Linked DNA regions of Mus musculus: regions 2, 3, 4 and 5 are each linked to region 1. The links are chromatin contacts, called in public Hi-C maps. All regions are on one chromosome and are shown on one strand. The core of a region is the stretch at or near the end of the contact, and the rest is flanking DNA. Distances in the headings are between cores, read along the strand shown.

Region 1 (2,868 bases), core at 150-2,649:
TTTTAAAGAAAAACAATGTACAAGACATATCATTTTAGTAAAAAAGTTCATGGCATTGAAAACTGTGGTTATTTATGCCTCACATAAATAAACTGTAAACATAGCCATACATGTGAGCACGTGCACACGTGCACATTTAGACACACTGGGGAAGAGAGAGAGTAGGAAGGAATGGGGGGGGGGCGAGGGTGCTAGAAAACTTTTTTCCAAAAATTTAACAACGATCATTAAAGCAGAATGTATTCAGGGGTAAATTTTATTTTCTACTTTGTATTTTCCTGCCCTGCTTCAAATTCACTATAGTGCTTAGAAATCATTCAAGTGATAAGACCATCTAGAAATAAAAGAGAACAAAATAAAATGCAAACTAGAAGAAAACAAAAGACTCCAGAGGAAAAAGCACACGTTTGCCCTCAGGGTGTGGCAGGGCATCTATGCTCCAAGTCTTACTGTCCATCCCAGACACCTCTAGGCTAAACATGGCACACTGGAAGGCGGTATCCTTTCTTTCTCTTCTTTTCCGGTGCTTGGAATTGACTCCAAGGTCTAAAGAGGCTCTGCCACTGAGCTGCAGCCCCACTAGGCAATGCTCTTTGAAATCTCTCCTGCCATTTGTAGCTTGGCTCAGCTAAGATCCATTACTATAAATGAGGATAATATAGGGACAGCTGTAGTCTTCCAGAACCTTCCCTCAAAGGAACAAAAGCCCTTGGAATCTCTTAGGATCCCAAACAGAAAAAGAGGGTAGAGCATGCCTTCCCAGCACCCACTGTCGGCCACACCCTGCCCGTCATAAGGTTACACACCAAATGCTACAGAAACGGTGTGTTGAACTCCAGTCGCGTTGATTTCATTGTTCTGTAGCTTTCTTCATATAGCTGCTGCTGGGGCACAGCTCAGGCACAAAAAGGACACCCAAGCCCTTTGAAATACTAGATATTTAATCACTATGCCACCACGAAATCCACTTTGGCACCAGAGCAATGGTGACAGTATGTGTTGTAGCTCAGTTTTTGTGCTGAGAATGAAAACAGTCTACCTATAGAACCAGCGACCATCTCTACCAGTTATTACTGACACACACCAGCACAGGATACCCCTACAATGCTACATCGATCAAACAAGCGCAGGCTTCATAGCTCTAACTAGAAGTGCTCACGGTGAGTTTTGTTTTCTTTTTGATTTCTAGTCAGCAATTATTGGATTTTCTACATGACATTTCATTGTTATCATATTTAAAAGAAAAGAAGAAGGTGGTGGCCCCATAGGAAGATATGCCAACAACCAGCACCTTGAAGAGACAGCATCTCTCTTCAAGCTGAAGCTGGGGCTGCCTCAGAGGCACGAGTGCAGGGAACAGGCTGTAACTAGGTCACTGGATTTTGCTTCCTCACAGTAGACCTTTTGCACATGCTCGCCGGAGCTTCCAAGAGCTCAGGAGGCTAACTCTGTACAACTGCTGCGATGGACTAAAAGTGATCCAGTTACTCATGGAATCCATGCTGGAATGAGTCCCATGTTCCTGGCACGGCAGAAGGTGCCAGAAGTAAGCAGAGGCTACCCCACCCTCCTGAAGTGGACAGTGGCAGACGCTCGAGGTACAATGTGATGAGTCCTAAATGTTCCCCCTCGGAGCAGTGTGTGGCTCTAGTGAAGGGAAGATTATTTCTCGCTGGGAAAATGACAGGTGGCTTCAGGACAGTGAGTGTTCCACCACCAGGAGGTACCGGAACAAGTCGGGATGGGACAGATCCAAGGCCAGGGTACAGCTCAGCTGGCTGGCACCCAGGGGCAATGAAGAATGACCTTAATTTTGGAGAGAACACACAGTGACAGGCGACGGACTTTGGGTATTTCCACAGCAGAAAGGCAGACTGTCACTGTATGCACTGGATGCGCCTAGGGAGCATGACAACTGAAGTGGATCTTTTGTAAATTCAAGTTGGTGCAGGAAGCAAAAGGGAGACACTACAAACAAATATCCCAGTCACTGTAAACAAGACATGGTATGCTCCGGAGTACAACTGTGGGGAATGACACTTCATGACTGGAAATGACATCCGGCCAGGGTTGCCAATCTGGTGTGGAGGTAAGTAGTGAAGAAGGGAAGATGACAAAGGCCACTGCTCTGTCTTCAGGTGGCTCTCACTGATACAGTCTGGATGGCCCACTCGATTCAACGTACACTCATGCCGTTCTTATACCATCCTCTCCACTGCCTTGGACACCTGAAAAGGGCTCAGTAAATAAACTCTCAGTAAGTAACATTGTGATATTGACTGGTTGCTGGTTTCAAAACATCAAAAAAAGGAATGAAAACAAGAAGCAGGTGTTCTCCTCCCTAAGGAGACAGGCAGAAGAAAGCTAAGACCCAGGGCCTCAACCCAGCCCATTCCAGTACCAACCTAAAAGGGGAAACCTAACCATGGTTATGAATCCAAAGCTCCCAGGTGATTTTACCATGCAGCCATGGGAGAGCGTGATGGCTAGGTGGAAGCACTGACCACTGAGCACGGGGATCACAGGAATATTCCAGAAAAGCCCGCTCTCTTGCAACATCTGTTTCCCTGGCTTTGCTTCAAGAATGAGCTTCTTGTAATGACAAGGTCGGGACTGGCTGGACCTCTCGGCAGACCCTTGAAAACACCAATCAAGGGTCTCTTCTTGCAAAGGGGGCCCAGGGCTAACCTTGTCATATTCTACTCATGACGGCAGAGGGAGAGGTGAACAAGCTGAGTCTCCAGCCCTTGGTGTTGGAGAACTGCAGTGGGTAATTAACACATTGATTTTGCAGTGAGCTAAGCAAACAGCAAATAAATACACTCTCCTATTCCAAGGGTCCTCTCAACCTCTCCAAGCCTCAGTTTC
Region 2 (2,868 bases), core at 133-2,632, 480 kb before region 1:
GTGCATGCACAAGACCTCAGATATCTCCAGAGCAGTCAGCAGGGGAGGCAGAATGGAGAATTTCTATGCTACACATCTTAAGGTGATCAGGATTTGAATCTATGACTTCTACACCAAAGGCAAACAAGATTTTCTCTAGTTCACACTTACTGCTAATCAGTAAGTTTCTTCTAGCTCCCTGTAGTGGCCATCCCACAAAATGCCTTGGCTCATCATTAGCATCCTGCCGTCCCAGAACACCTCACAAATATATAATTTGGGGCTTCTTGTCCCTTTTCACATTATTTAGCAGGATGCTGTCACTAGGAAGATGTTTTTTCCCAGTATTACTCTCATTGATGAAGATGTCACATCCAGGACCCTAATGACATCCTTTCGTCTGTGTTCCCTAGCCCCAATCCAATCACTGGGTGCCTTCCGAAGTGCCAAACTTGTGGTGGCAAATGGTTCAAGAAGACCAGATGAACACAAGTGAAAAGCCACTGTTCATTGCTTCTGTGCTGCACCTCTGCCTTTGAGAGCAGAAAATGAATACACAGTGATGGAAAAGGAGGGTCTGGCCTGGACCTCAGACACTGATTCTCATGTCATGCTGTCTAAGGCCCACCTCTCATCATTCTTGCCAGTGGCAGCCTGTATCATTATTTGTTTCTAGGCATTGAAGACTAATACGTTATCAGCCTCTATAACAGCATGCAATCATAACAGGCCTGCAAAAAGTATTTGTTGTATGGAGAAGAAAATGAACTGCATTAAATAAAGTAACATCTTAGGTGTGTTTTAGTCTTAGGATTAATTGTTTTCATCTCAGCAAGAGGGTATCTCTCAAAAAAATGTTAAAACCTCCCCTAAGAGCATAAATGATCTGAAATTATTCATACACACAGTCAGTAGGGCAACACCCTTTTGCTTAACGCCATCTGATTATCAATGGTAATTGACCCATCTAGGGGAACATTCTAAAATGTGAGTTTAAGCAAAGCTCTTTCCAGCTATGTGTATACACAGTAATGACCACCTGTGTGCACATTGCAGATCAGAATTAAACCACCCTGAATCATCCATTAGAATCATGATATGCGAGCAGAGACTAGAAATGTTCTTAGTACCATTCTGCTCACGTGCCTGTTTTCTGAAACCCAGGACTGCGTGGTGCTTATTTTCTTCCTGATGTGTAGATTGCAATTATTTCCTACACTACAGCCATGAGAGGTCTGAGCCAACCACCAGGGTCATGGAAGATTTCTCCTTGTTCATATGCATGTGACAGAGAAGCTTCTTTGAACCAAACTTGATCTCTTTCAAAAGAGTTAGAGTTAAGCCTCTAACTCTTGGGAGTGGCAGTGGGAACAGCCAGAGGGCGGTGAGCTACCTCTGATCCTCTAGAGATCATTTGAGCACATTTGGCAATCACTTGGCTTCTGTTGAAAACAAGTCCTTCTAATTACACTTCTGCCAATGGAAGACAAAAAGGCAGCACTTGGGCTTAGAAAGGTCACGGTGACATGCCAGTGTCAGGGCTGTGATTGTGGTTTCCTATTGAGTACAGGCCCGCTGATGGGAGAGCCACACACCCGGCTGAGGAACCCATTCACGGGAATGGAATCTCAACAGGCTGCAGAGCGATTTGCTGTTCTCCTAAACGGTATCTCGCCTGTAATAATTTTTGACACTAGAAATAAAATACTAACACGTTTTGGTTCTTCTTTCTGTACTCTGCACTACATTTAGATGAGCTAGGTAGGAAAGGCTCAGTGAATGCAGGGTTTCTTCCATGCTACAGGGTTTTCCAACTGCCTCAAAGACAAAGGAGGCAGAACATACAGATGTTTGCTCCTTGCTGCACAGAGTTGTGGACTAACTCCTTTGGTGTCTCTGGAATGCAAATTTTCTTTCACAGTTTAGCAGTCTTTTTTGGATTTCAGCACAGTGAACTAACACTTTCCTGGATTCCAAGACCTCCAGAGAACCAGATGGATGAGAGGAACTGGGAAAAAGAACCCACACTGTTTGAAAAAGGTATGAATTTCTCACTCTGCATTTAGCCAAAAAGCTCTGAAAACTAGAAGAGCGAAATCACTTTTGGTTTGTTCAAATGCATGCCATCCCAGTTGTTGGTGGGGTGTAAGAAAAGAAAAGTCCAAAGTGATTTGGTGGTTTGGAGTCTGTGTTCAGTTTTAGCTGGGAAGCAGATTTTAACAGAGACGGTGTGTTTACTATCAAAGGAAAGAAAGTATAGAGGAGATTGCTCAAGAGATCATTCTGAGTGTCTGTGCTCTGACACGAGGGAAGGCTTTCGAAGGCCAGCTCTAAGTGGACAGTTTGGTCCTTCTGGATCCCTATGGGACCTTCCCTTTGCAGACAGGTATCCCATTCTCCAGTCTTCGCTCAGAAACCAACCCAAACTTCTCTGTGTTCTTGCTCTTCATTAATTGGGACCTCTGCTCTGAGATTTTCCTTTCCAAAGGTCAAGGGCGTACAGCTGTTACCTCTGTTACTGTTTTCTCCATTCTTCTGCCCTTTCACACAGCGGTCCTGTATTCTTTAAGGCAGTGACCTGCATAGAGTGTTACCTCTTTACATGAAATCTACAAAGAGGGATACAGCAAAATGTACTCCATCATCCTTTGTGACACGTGCTGAAGAGCTGGGCTACTGAGACAGACCTAGTCAATGGAGTCTTGTGGCTCTGGATGACTCTCTGCAGCACACACAAAATGCTTTTCTCTTGAATTGCCACAGGATGGTTCTACATCAGTGTTATTACATTGAAGAGTCCACCTTTAGTTGGGGCACATCAATGAGAAGCCCTACTTGTTCCAAGGTAGCTGATCAGTAGTCCAGGCCTCTGAGAGGCCTCAGTTCAGA
Region 3 (2,868 bases), core at 172-2,671, 390 kb before region 1:
CCAAAATTTAACAGTAACACAAGGACTAGGGGGTGGGCTAATGCTCTTCTGTTTAGTGTATCTGAATAGTTTCCCCTTTTCAGACCTAATCAAATCAAAGCTGACACAGAAAAAAGAAGAACAGGGACTCCATTTCCATTCAAAAGCTTCTTTAGCCGTATGCCTTTTACAGGACATAACCAACTGATGCTCCCTGCCAGAGTCACTAGAAGCACTACATTTCACCCCAAATCTGTCCATGATGATCAAAAGAGTGAAATGAGAGACAGAGACAGAGAGAAGGAGGAGGAGGAAGAGGAGAAGAAGAAGAAGAAGAAGAAGAAGAAGAAGAAGAAGAAGAAGAAGAAGAAGAAGAAGAAGAAGAAGAGAAGAAGAAGAAGAAGAAGAAGAAGAAGAAGAAGAAGAAGAAGAAGAAGAAGAAGAAGAAGAGGAGGAGGAGGAAGAGGAAGAGGAAGAGGAAGAAGAAGAAGAAGAAGAAGAAGAAGAAGAAGAAGAAACGAAGGGAGGGAGGGAGGGAGGGAAGGAAGGAAGGAAGGAAGGAAGGAAGGGAGGGAGGGAAAGAATGGGTCAGATTCTTAAAATCTAAGTAGACCGCACTGGGAAAGTTTCATCAGGATATTTTACTTAGGTAAATAAGGTTCAATCAGGCACGTGCACACAAACTTTAAATATTAAGGGGGAAAAGCATAAACAGCCTTTAAGTTCTTATTGTTTCTAAAGAAGCCCAAAAAAGGTGTGCAGAAATGAGGAAACTCTGCAGTATGTATGGTTCACTAACCCTCACTTAAGCATGCTTCAGTCTAACGGGAAAAAAAATATAGAAATGTACTTCATGGTGTTTATTTCCATATACTAAAATTTAAAATTTTATTTCTGTGTCTGCATGTGTGCCTTCTTGCATGTGTGTGTACTGTGTACATGCAGGTGTCCCGGAAGCCAAAAGAGGGTATTGGATCCCCTGGAACTGGAATTAGGAGGCTGTGAATACTAGTGTGGGTATTAGGAACCATGTCTTGGTTCAAAGAGGAACAAGTCTTCTTAGTTGCTAAGCCATACTATACTTTTGGATATTCTGTAAATGTAATAACCAAGGCCATTTTACGTAAATGTTTTGATTATTTTTAATAAATGTAAAAGCTATAGTTAACACCATGACCAAGCCAGAACTATCACCCATGTCTTTCTCTTGGCATTCCTCCCTACCCTCAGCAAGTCAGTCTTTCACATTTTACCAGCTTATTTCCCTATGTGTCCATTTTACTGTGTGACGATGATGCAATTTGTCCTTTCACCTACAGATGGAGTCTTGGGCCACTGCCAATTTTGACTACTACAAATAAAGTTGACATCAACCTCTATGTTCAAGTCTGTGTGAAAACAGGGGTTTTGTTTGCTTTAGGCGAACATGTTGGAGAAAAGCTTGGTTATGTTTACTGTGTGTTTAATTTTTAAAGACACTGCTAAGATCTTTTAAAAGTATCCATTGTACGATCCTGTTCTCAGCAGTTCAGGAGAATCTCAGCCATTTCACATCCCAGTTCGCGCCTGGGACGTGGCAGAGCCTCGAATCTCTTCAATTTGAATTTGTTCCTAACTCAAGTAAGGGGACACTTTAGGAAGTCTCTTCTTGGGGACCACAGATACCAAGCATATTTTTAGTTGATGATTTTTCCCAGAAAAGCATCTGTTTAAACCTTTTGCCTCCTTTTGTTTTTTGTTTTGATTGAGTTAGAAACCTGCTCTCTGTATACTGGACACATATCATTTTGGATGCATGGCTTGGTGTTTCACATTTCAATGGTTTCTTCTGAGAACAAGTTTTAGATTTTTCTGCTTTTCGTTTTTTGAGGACAGGGTCTTGTTTCAAGCCCTGGCTGGTATGGATGTAAATTTTAGTTCTCTTGTCAAGAGTTTCCATGTCCTGGACTTACACGCTTTTAGAATGTTGATGAAATTGAATTTATCTTTCAATAGATTTATTTGGGTATATCCTACATTAAATCTTTGACTGCCCTAATTTCATAAGAACTTTCTTGGGAGTGTTTTTTTTCATAAAAACTTTATAATTTTGGCTTTTATTTCTAGCTTTTGATCCAAAATATACATAAGACTTCTATAGTTTAAAATTAAAAAAAAGTCACCGAGCAAAATGAAAGAACACTTACATCAAGGAACAGATACATCATGTTCATGGTTTGGAAGTCCTTTTAAGGAGTCAATGCTTCTCATTTGAATTATGAGTAATCCTGCGGGCTTTATCAATATGAATTGACAAGCCACTTCTAGAATGCAAAAGGATGCAGAACAGTCCAACCAATTTTGACAATAACAGAGGTGGATATTTTGCTCTCATCCTCTATCTACACAAAAAAAGAAAGTGGGACAGGGAGATGCTGTGTTGCTCAGGGTGGAACTGACCTTGTAACATTGTTGCCATAGCCTCTACAGTGGCTGAGACACGTACCACTATATTCAACTTGCTGAAGGATGTAAACGGTTTGAAAGCAAGGTTTACTGTAAGGCACCATAACTGAGGCACAGGGTAGACTGTAGACTGGCACAGACGTGTAAAAGTTTCAAACTTGGCAGGTTGTGGTGACAAATGTCTTTAGTTCCAGTAATTGGGAGGCAAAGCCAGTTGGATCTCCATGAGCTTGAGGCCAACCTGATCTTCACAGTGAATTCTAGACCAGCAAGGGCTACACAGTGAAACCCTGTTTCAAACAGATGAAAAATAACAAAATGAAAAACACCTTTGGGGCTGGAGAGATGTCTCAGTGATTAATAGCATTTGTTGCTCTTCCAAGAGGACCTATGTTCATTCCTAGGACACACATGGCAGCTAACAACTGATTGTAACTTTGGTTA
Region 4 (2,868 bases), core at 228-2,727, 280 kb after region 1:
TAGCGCTGGGAGTGAGGCAAAGGCAGAGAGCACTTCCCATTTTACAGATAGAATCTGGGCCTCAGAAAACAGGCCACCCGTACAAGTGTCACCGCTGAGACTGCTAATAATCGGTCCCAGACTTTTCTCCTCTTCCCTGTACTGTTCCATCCTATCCTGTTTGATCAACTCTTCAGTCCTTAGATTTGAAAACCAAGGGTTCCCCTGACCCTCCCCCCTCCTCCACACACATACGCACAATGTCAGGCTTGTGGTTTAGGAACCAACAATTTTGACAAAGACACAGTTAAGATTCTCTGCAACAATGACCAGGACAAGTTTAAATAAAAGTACGAATTCTCATTTGAAGCTTTAGAGGAAGACATGGAGCGGCTTTGTTTGTTAAAACTCAGGTGGCATGAGTCGAATGGGCTTTCAAAGTACTTGTACCAACTAATCTTTCAGATGTTTCTAGTGGGGAGCAGAGCCTGATCTGGCTGTACTTACACGTGTGGGCCAGCTGTGGGCCTTTTTTCCTTACCCCGTGTTACTGATATTGTGGCCTCAATAGCGCTGTGGTGCAAATACTTACAGCCAATCTTATATTTTTATTTATTTATTTATTTTTAACCACTGTAGAAACAGTTGTTAAGCATTTCCCAGGCACCCAAGCTAGCAACTAATTGAGCCTGGCACCAACTGGTACCCAAATGTTCTCTGTCATGTGTACAGGCTCATCTTCAGGATTGGTTTTGGCCTCTAACCACAAAGTCATACCTGAGTGCCATTCTTTAAGTGGGAAATTCTTTCCATCTGCCTTTGCAAAATCATGCTGATGGGTTTCCACTAATAATAGTCCTCTGTGTGCATGTGGAGCTTGCAAAGAGTCTGCATGGCCCTCATCACTTTCAAGTTTCATGTGATCCATGGGGCAGATGCCTTCTCTCCTTGGTAGAAAGAAAAGGGTCTGACAGGGAATGTGACTGCTCCCACAGTCAGAGGCCTTGCAAGTGGCAGGTGGACCTTGAGCCATCTTCAGCTTCCGCGTTCTGTGCACCTGCCTCTCACCAGCTGCTTCCTTCACCTCAGACACTTGCTAGATCACTCACTTGCTCGCAATGCCTGAAGGTTAGGCTGCTGTCGGCAGCATGGAAGCGTCTAGCAGCCATTTGGGGTTAACACCAGTCTTGGACTTTGACAGGAAGGAATAGACTCTCTAGCTTGGGGGTGTAAATATAAGCCACCCATTTCGCTATTCTGCCGAGAAGAAAGGTGTCCACTTTTGTTCCCTGTTGGTGCTTGGTTTTCTGTGATTCCGTTTAAACGCTGTTATGGGGACCTTGTGTTTTTAGGTCCTTCTCTCAGTAAGAACTTGGAGCCTCTCAAATGACCCAGCATAAATGGTCCGCTTCCCTTCTTGCACAACCCCCACCCAGCCTTGTTACTGCCCAGCGCTGTATTGATTGGAAAGCATTTCACAATGCGTTTTCAAAACATGCTGAAGGTCGAGACTGAGTGACTCATAGGCCGTCACATTTCTTTCTGCTTTAGTCCCTCTGGACTTTATCGGTTAGGTTGGCTAATGGAAGTCCCTAAAGAAACTGTTAACTGCCCAACCTTGGCCAGTAGGATGCAGGATTAGTAGGTGGCTTCACAAAATAATTCCTAATCACGTCTGTGGCGATGGACCTGTGGAAATCTCTTTGGTTTTTGAATGCCAAGTCTCTAGAAGAATAAGAAGTCAGGAGAGGGTTCCCGAGCTCATTTTGCCAGCTCTGGCTCCCAGAGCATCAGAGAGCCGACAACGTCAGGTGAGCGAGTCAGCTGATACCCGAGGCTCTCCTGCTGCTCTGGGTGATCTATGCCACTCCATTCGTCTGGGGAACTTGGGGCCATGACCCTGATCCAGGCCTTCAGAGCTGGCTGCCAGAGGCTAAAGGATGTTGTCCTGGGCAGTGAAGAATGCCTGGGAGCATAGTAGTAACGGATAGTTCCGGGTAGCAGTGAGGGTTCTGGGCTAACACACAGCCTTATCTCCACTACCTGAGGTTTTTGACCAGTGGCTCGGCCAGTTAGCATCTTGATTTTCTACCACCTGGTAAAGGAAGGTCTTCCTGACACTTTATTTCCCAGGCTGGCTTTGAAGAGCAAATGATAGAATGTATGCAGAGTATCATCAGGAAGAGCCTGCAGCATGACTCCTTATGGACTACTAGAACACTTGGCTTTGAATTATTAATTAATTAATTAATTTTTATTTTTCATAGTTTCCTAACTTTTTAAATTAGATATCTTCTTTATTTACATTTCAAATGTTATCCCCTTTCCTGGTTTCCCCTCTGAAAACCCACTACCCCTTCCCTCCTCCCCTGCTCATGAACCTACCCACTCACTCTTCCTGGCCCTAGCATTCCCCTACACAGGGACTTAGAGCCTTCACAGAACCAAGGGCCTCTTCTCCCCTTGATGACCGACTAGGCCATTCTCTGCTACATATGCAGTTGGAGCTATGAGTTCCACCATGTGTTTTCTTTGGTTTTGTCCTTGGGAGCTATGGCAGTACTGGTTGGTTCCTATTGTTGTTCCTCCTATGGGGCTACAAACCCCTTCAGCTCCTTGGGTCCTTTCTCTAGCTCCTTCATTGGGGACCCTGTGCTCAGTCCAATGGATGGTTATAAGCATCCACTTCTGTATTTGTTAGGCATTGGCAGAGTGTCAGCAAGTACTTATTGGCATCCACAATAGTTTCTGTGTTTGGTTATTGTATATGGGATAGAACCCCAGGTGGGGTAGTCTCTGGATGGTCATTCAGCTTTGGAATTCTTTACATGCAAGCTTTTTGAACCCCTAAAAAATACTGTTCTAAAAAAATAATCTGTCATAAAAATT
Region 5 (2,868 bases), core at 267-2,766, 270 kb before region 1:
TAGTATGTGTTTTAATAATTAAAACACACACACACACACACACACACACACACACACACACACACACACACACTTCTATTGGAAATTATGATGGCTACCTTCAGCCTGAAAGGAAAGAGATTCTTCACCTATATAGCAACATCCAAGATGCTTGGTTTAAAAAAATAAATAACAAGTTTGCCTCCTAAAATGACAGTATAAAATTAAACAAAAATTCCAAATTCAATAGAATCTTGTAACTTAACAGACAATGAAATTAGGAAGTTAAAATTAAGTCTTGTTATTTTAGAATTACAAGTTTCCCAGGAAAATATATTTGAGACAAATGATAAGTTGGGGAAGATGGCCTTAAATTAGGATTCCCCAAAGCAGGACCAAAGAACAATAAAAGGGACATGCTCGAGCAAGTATTGTTGAAGAACTCATCCATAAAGGCTTCACATAGAGGCTAAGGAAGGTGAGCCACCAGACTCAGAAAAGAGATTTGCAACCTGAACAGAGAGAACTATCTTCTACTTTAAAGTGGATTGGACTGGTGAGTAGACATAGTTATTTAACACAGAGAAGGGAGAGTTGGGGAGGAGAGAACACAGAGAGACCCAGGCATCATCCTGTCAGTGGCCCAGAGGAAGAGCTGTGGCCAACAGCTAGTGACATCTTCTCAAGGAGCACTACCTGTGCCCTTAAGGCTTACAATAGACATGTTGACTTCTGGCTCATTCAATGTTGATAGTGCCCCATAATAAGGATGATGACAAGCCAGGCAGTGGTAGCACACGCCTTTAATCCCAGCACATGGGAGGCAGAGGCAGGCAGATTTTAAGTTCAAGGCCAGCCTGGTCTACAGAGTAAGTTCCAGGACACCCAGGACTATACAGAGAAACCCTGCCTCATAATAAACAAACAAACAAACAAACAAACAAACAAACAAATAAGATGACCAATAGGTGACTATCACTTTCCAATCTCCCCCTGGTCACTAGGTACATCCATTCCAGCTGAGAACCACTGAAAATGAGACATTAATCTACTACCCCTGAGAATGTTTTCATCTTTATCACTTATTCAGTCTAAGGGTACAGAAATCTACATATCTGGATTAAACAGAATTTCATGTCATTACAAATAATTATCTAATCTTAACATAAATTAGTAACAATGAAAATAATCACCATGCTGCCCATGAGCCCTTAATCTGCTACATAATCTCTTTTCTGCACCTTCTCTCTTTAGGTCCATAGCTACAGCTCGAAACATGATCAATATCACAAAAGTTCTTAACAGTTTCTCTCTCCAGAGTTTATCTGTATTCTGAACCCTAGACTTGCATGTTCAATTTACTCTTTTCATCTATTGACTTGAATGCCTTATATGTTTTTTAGGAAAACATATTTTCCGTATGTTATAGAAAACAAAAAGCTTTCCATAACAGATGTTGATCTGGTGAGACGTTCCCTTGTTACTGTTTAAACACTGAATGTGGCTACGACTCAGGGAGTGTCCTACGTCAGATATGTCCACATTTCGCAATATCTACTAAGAAAGCTCTTGCTCTTCTCCAGCTCCCTCAGACGTTTGGTCCACCCCTAGAAAATCATTCCCTGTAGCTGGAGGGATTTCTCCCTCACACGTATACAGTCTCATTACTTTGTCATTTAAAAGTCTTCACGAAGTTAGTAAGGATAATGTCCTATGCCACTTCATTTCTTGTCTGACCGACATGCCACATACAAGCTCTCATCCATATCCAAGGTACCAAGTTCTCTCACATTTCAGACATTGATTTTGGTTAAACAAGTATCAGGTTCTTAAAGAAACGTTGGCCCGAATCCTCTCTCAGATTAACTGTCTAGTTCTTAAGTTCAAAATAACTTGACCTGAACTCTCTCTCTCTCTCTGAGTATATCTCATTTCTTCTGTTCTTTCTTTATTTTTTGCTCTTTTTTATTATTATTTTTTTAATTAGGTATTTTCTTCATTTACATTTCAAATGCTATCCCAAAAGTCCTCTAAGACCCTACCTACCCACTCCCACTTCTTGGCCCTGGCATTCCCCCATACTGAGGCATATAAAATTTGTAAGACCAAGGGGCCTCTCTTCCCAATGATGGCTGACTAGGCCATCTTCTGCTACATATGCAGCTAGAGACAGGAGCTCCAGGGGTACTGGTTAGTTCACATTGTTCTTCCACCTATAAGGTTGCAGACCCCTTTAGCTCCTTGGGTGCTTTCTCTAGCTCCTCCATTGGGGGCCCTGTGTTCCATCCAATAGCTGACTGTGAGCATCCACTTCTGTGTTTGCCAGGCCCCAGCATAGCCTCACAAGAGACAGCTATATCAGGGTCCTTTCAGCAAAATCTTGCTGTCAAATGCAATGGTGTCACGTTTGGAGGCTGATTATGGGATGGATCCCCGGGTATGGCAGTCGCTAGATGGTCCATCCTTTCGTCTCAGCTCCAAACTCTCCTGTTCTTTATTATCATTTGTATACGTGTTTGCTTTCTCAAGGGAAGGGGGCCAGTCACTTTTACTCAACAAGACACCCTAAATAGTTTACAATATCATAGTCCACAGCAGAAATTTAGAAAGACATTGATCAGTGAATGAATTGTTGTCCCCTTAAGAAAACTGCAACATCAGACCTGTATTTTTCCTCACAGAACAGACAACAAATGCATGGACACACTGGATACATGCTTAATTCCAGTGGCGCCCTCAGTCTCTAATGCCTCTAAGACACAAATTATAACATGGTTCTCTTTCTGAGAAGCATTTGCTGTGCTGTTTGTTTGTTTTAGATGGGAGTCTCACCAAATAGCTGAGGCTGGCCTTGAACTTATGTCAGACTTCTGAGTGCTAGGATCACAG

The links. Hi-C and Micro-C count contacts between places; a contact is called where the count stands out from the background.
Region 2: a contact with region 1 is called in a Hi-C map of liver, with 2.0 times the contacts expected there. The contact joins two enhancer-like sites. A contact is called at or near these places in 1 of 15 datasets of contacts at CTCF or cohesin (the NIH/3T3 cell line), 2 of 484 Hi-C or Micro-C datasets (the C2C12 cell line and liver), 2 of 115 datasets of contacts at active chromatin or transcription factors (embryonic stem cells and fibro-adipogenic progenitors) and 1 of 9 other capture datasets (embryonic stem cells).
Region 3: a contact with region 1 is called in a Hi-C map of liver, with 2.3 times the contacts expected there. The contact joins two enhancer-like sites. A contact is called at or near these places in 2 of 39 promoter capture datasets (the 3T3-L1 cell line and liver), 6 of 484 Hi-C or Micro-C datasets (the N1E-115 cell line, embryonic fibroblasts, embryonic stem cells and 2 more) and 3 of 115 datasets of contacts at active chromatin or transcription factors (cardiomyocytes, embryonic basal ganglia and hepatocytes).
Region 4: a contact with region 1 is called in a Hi-C map of liver, with 7 times the contacts expected there. The contact joins two enhancer-like sites. A contact is called at or near these places in 5 of 484 Hi-C or Micro-C datasets (cerebellar granule neurons, cerebellum, liver and 1 more) and 2 of 115 datasets of contacts at active chromatin or transcription factors (fibro-adipogenic progenitors and pancreatic cancer cells).
Region 5: a Hi-C map of liver shows a contact between it and region 1, with 2.0 times the contacts expected there. The contact joins two enhancer-like sites. A contact is called at or near these places in 1 of 15 datasets of contacts at CTCF or cohesin (the NIH/3T3 cell line), 2 of 484 Hi-C or Micro-C datasets (embryonic stem cells and liver) and 1 of 115 datasets of contacts at active chromatin or transcription factors (cardiomyocytes).

Annotation. Positions count from the first base shown.
Region 1 is chr16:24,482,537-24,485,404 of GRCm38.p6, reverse strand. All of the region lies in intron 3 of Lpp (LIM domain containing preferred translocation partner in lipoma), which reads right to left. Among named protein-coding and RNA genes, the nearest start is that of Gm24440, 78 kb to the right of the region's middle. Within about 2 kb of position 1,399, at least 28 of the 459 cell types and tissues checked have an H3K27ac peak or open chromatin away from gene starts, as enhancers often do. A contact at or near this core is called in hepatocytes and liver, where this site is marked.
Region 2 is chr16:24,960,190-24,963,057 of GRCm38.p6, reverse strand. The region is part of intron 10 of Lpp (LIM domain containing preferred translocation partner in lipoma); the gene reads right to left. Among named protein-coding and RNA genes, the nearest start is that of Gm52245, 20 kb to the right of the region's middle. Within about 2 kb of position 1,382, at least 40 of the 459 cell types and tissues checked have an H3K27ac peak or open chromatin away from gene starts, as enhancers often do. A contact at or near this core is called in liver, where this site is marked.
Region 3 is chr16:24,872,909-24,875,776 of GRCm38.p6, reverse strand. The region is part of intron 9 of Lpp (LIM domain containing preferred translocation partner in lipoma); the gene reads right to left. Among named protein-coding and RNA genes, the nearest start is that of Gm22672, 9.8 kb to the left of the region's middle. Within about 2 kb of position 1,421, at least 17 of the 459 cell types and tissues checked have an H3K27ac peak or open chromatin away from gene starts, as enhancers often do. A contact at or near this core is called in hepatocytes and liver, where this site is marked.
Region 4 is chr16:24,198,555-24,201,422 of GRCm38.p6, reverse strand. The region is part of intron 1 of Gm31814 (a long non-coding RNA gene); the gene reads left to right. Among named protein-coding and RNA genes, the nearest start is that of Gm32126, 40 kb to the right of the region's middle. Within about 2 kb of position 1,477, at least 76 of the 459 cell types and tissues checked have an H3K27ac peak or open chromatin away from gene starts, as enhancers often do. A contact at or near this core is called in liver, where this site is marked.
Region 5 is chr16:24,754,994-24,757,861 of GRCm38.p6, reverse strand. The region is part of intron 7 of Lpp (LIM domain containing preferred translocation partner in lipoma); the gene reads right to left. Among named protein-coding and RNA genes, the nearest start is that of Mir28a, 71 kb to the left of the region's middle. Within about 2 kb of position 1,516, at least 4 of the 459 cell types and tissues checked have an H3K27ac peak or open chromatin away from gene starts, as enhancers often do. A contact at or near this core is called in liver, where this site is marked.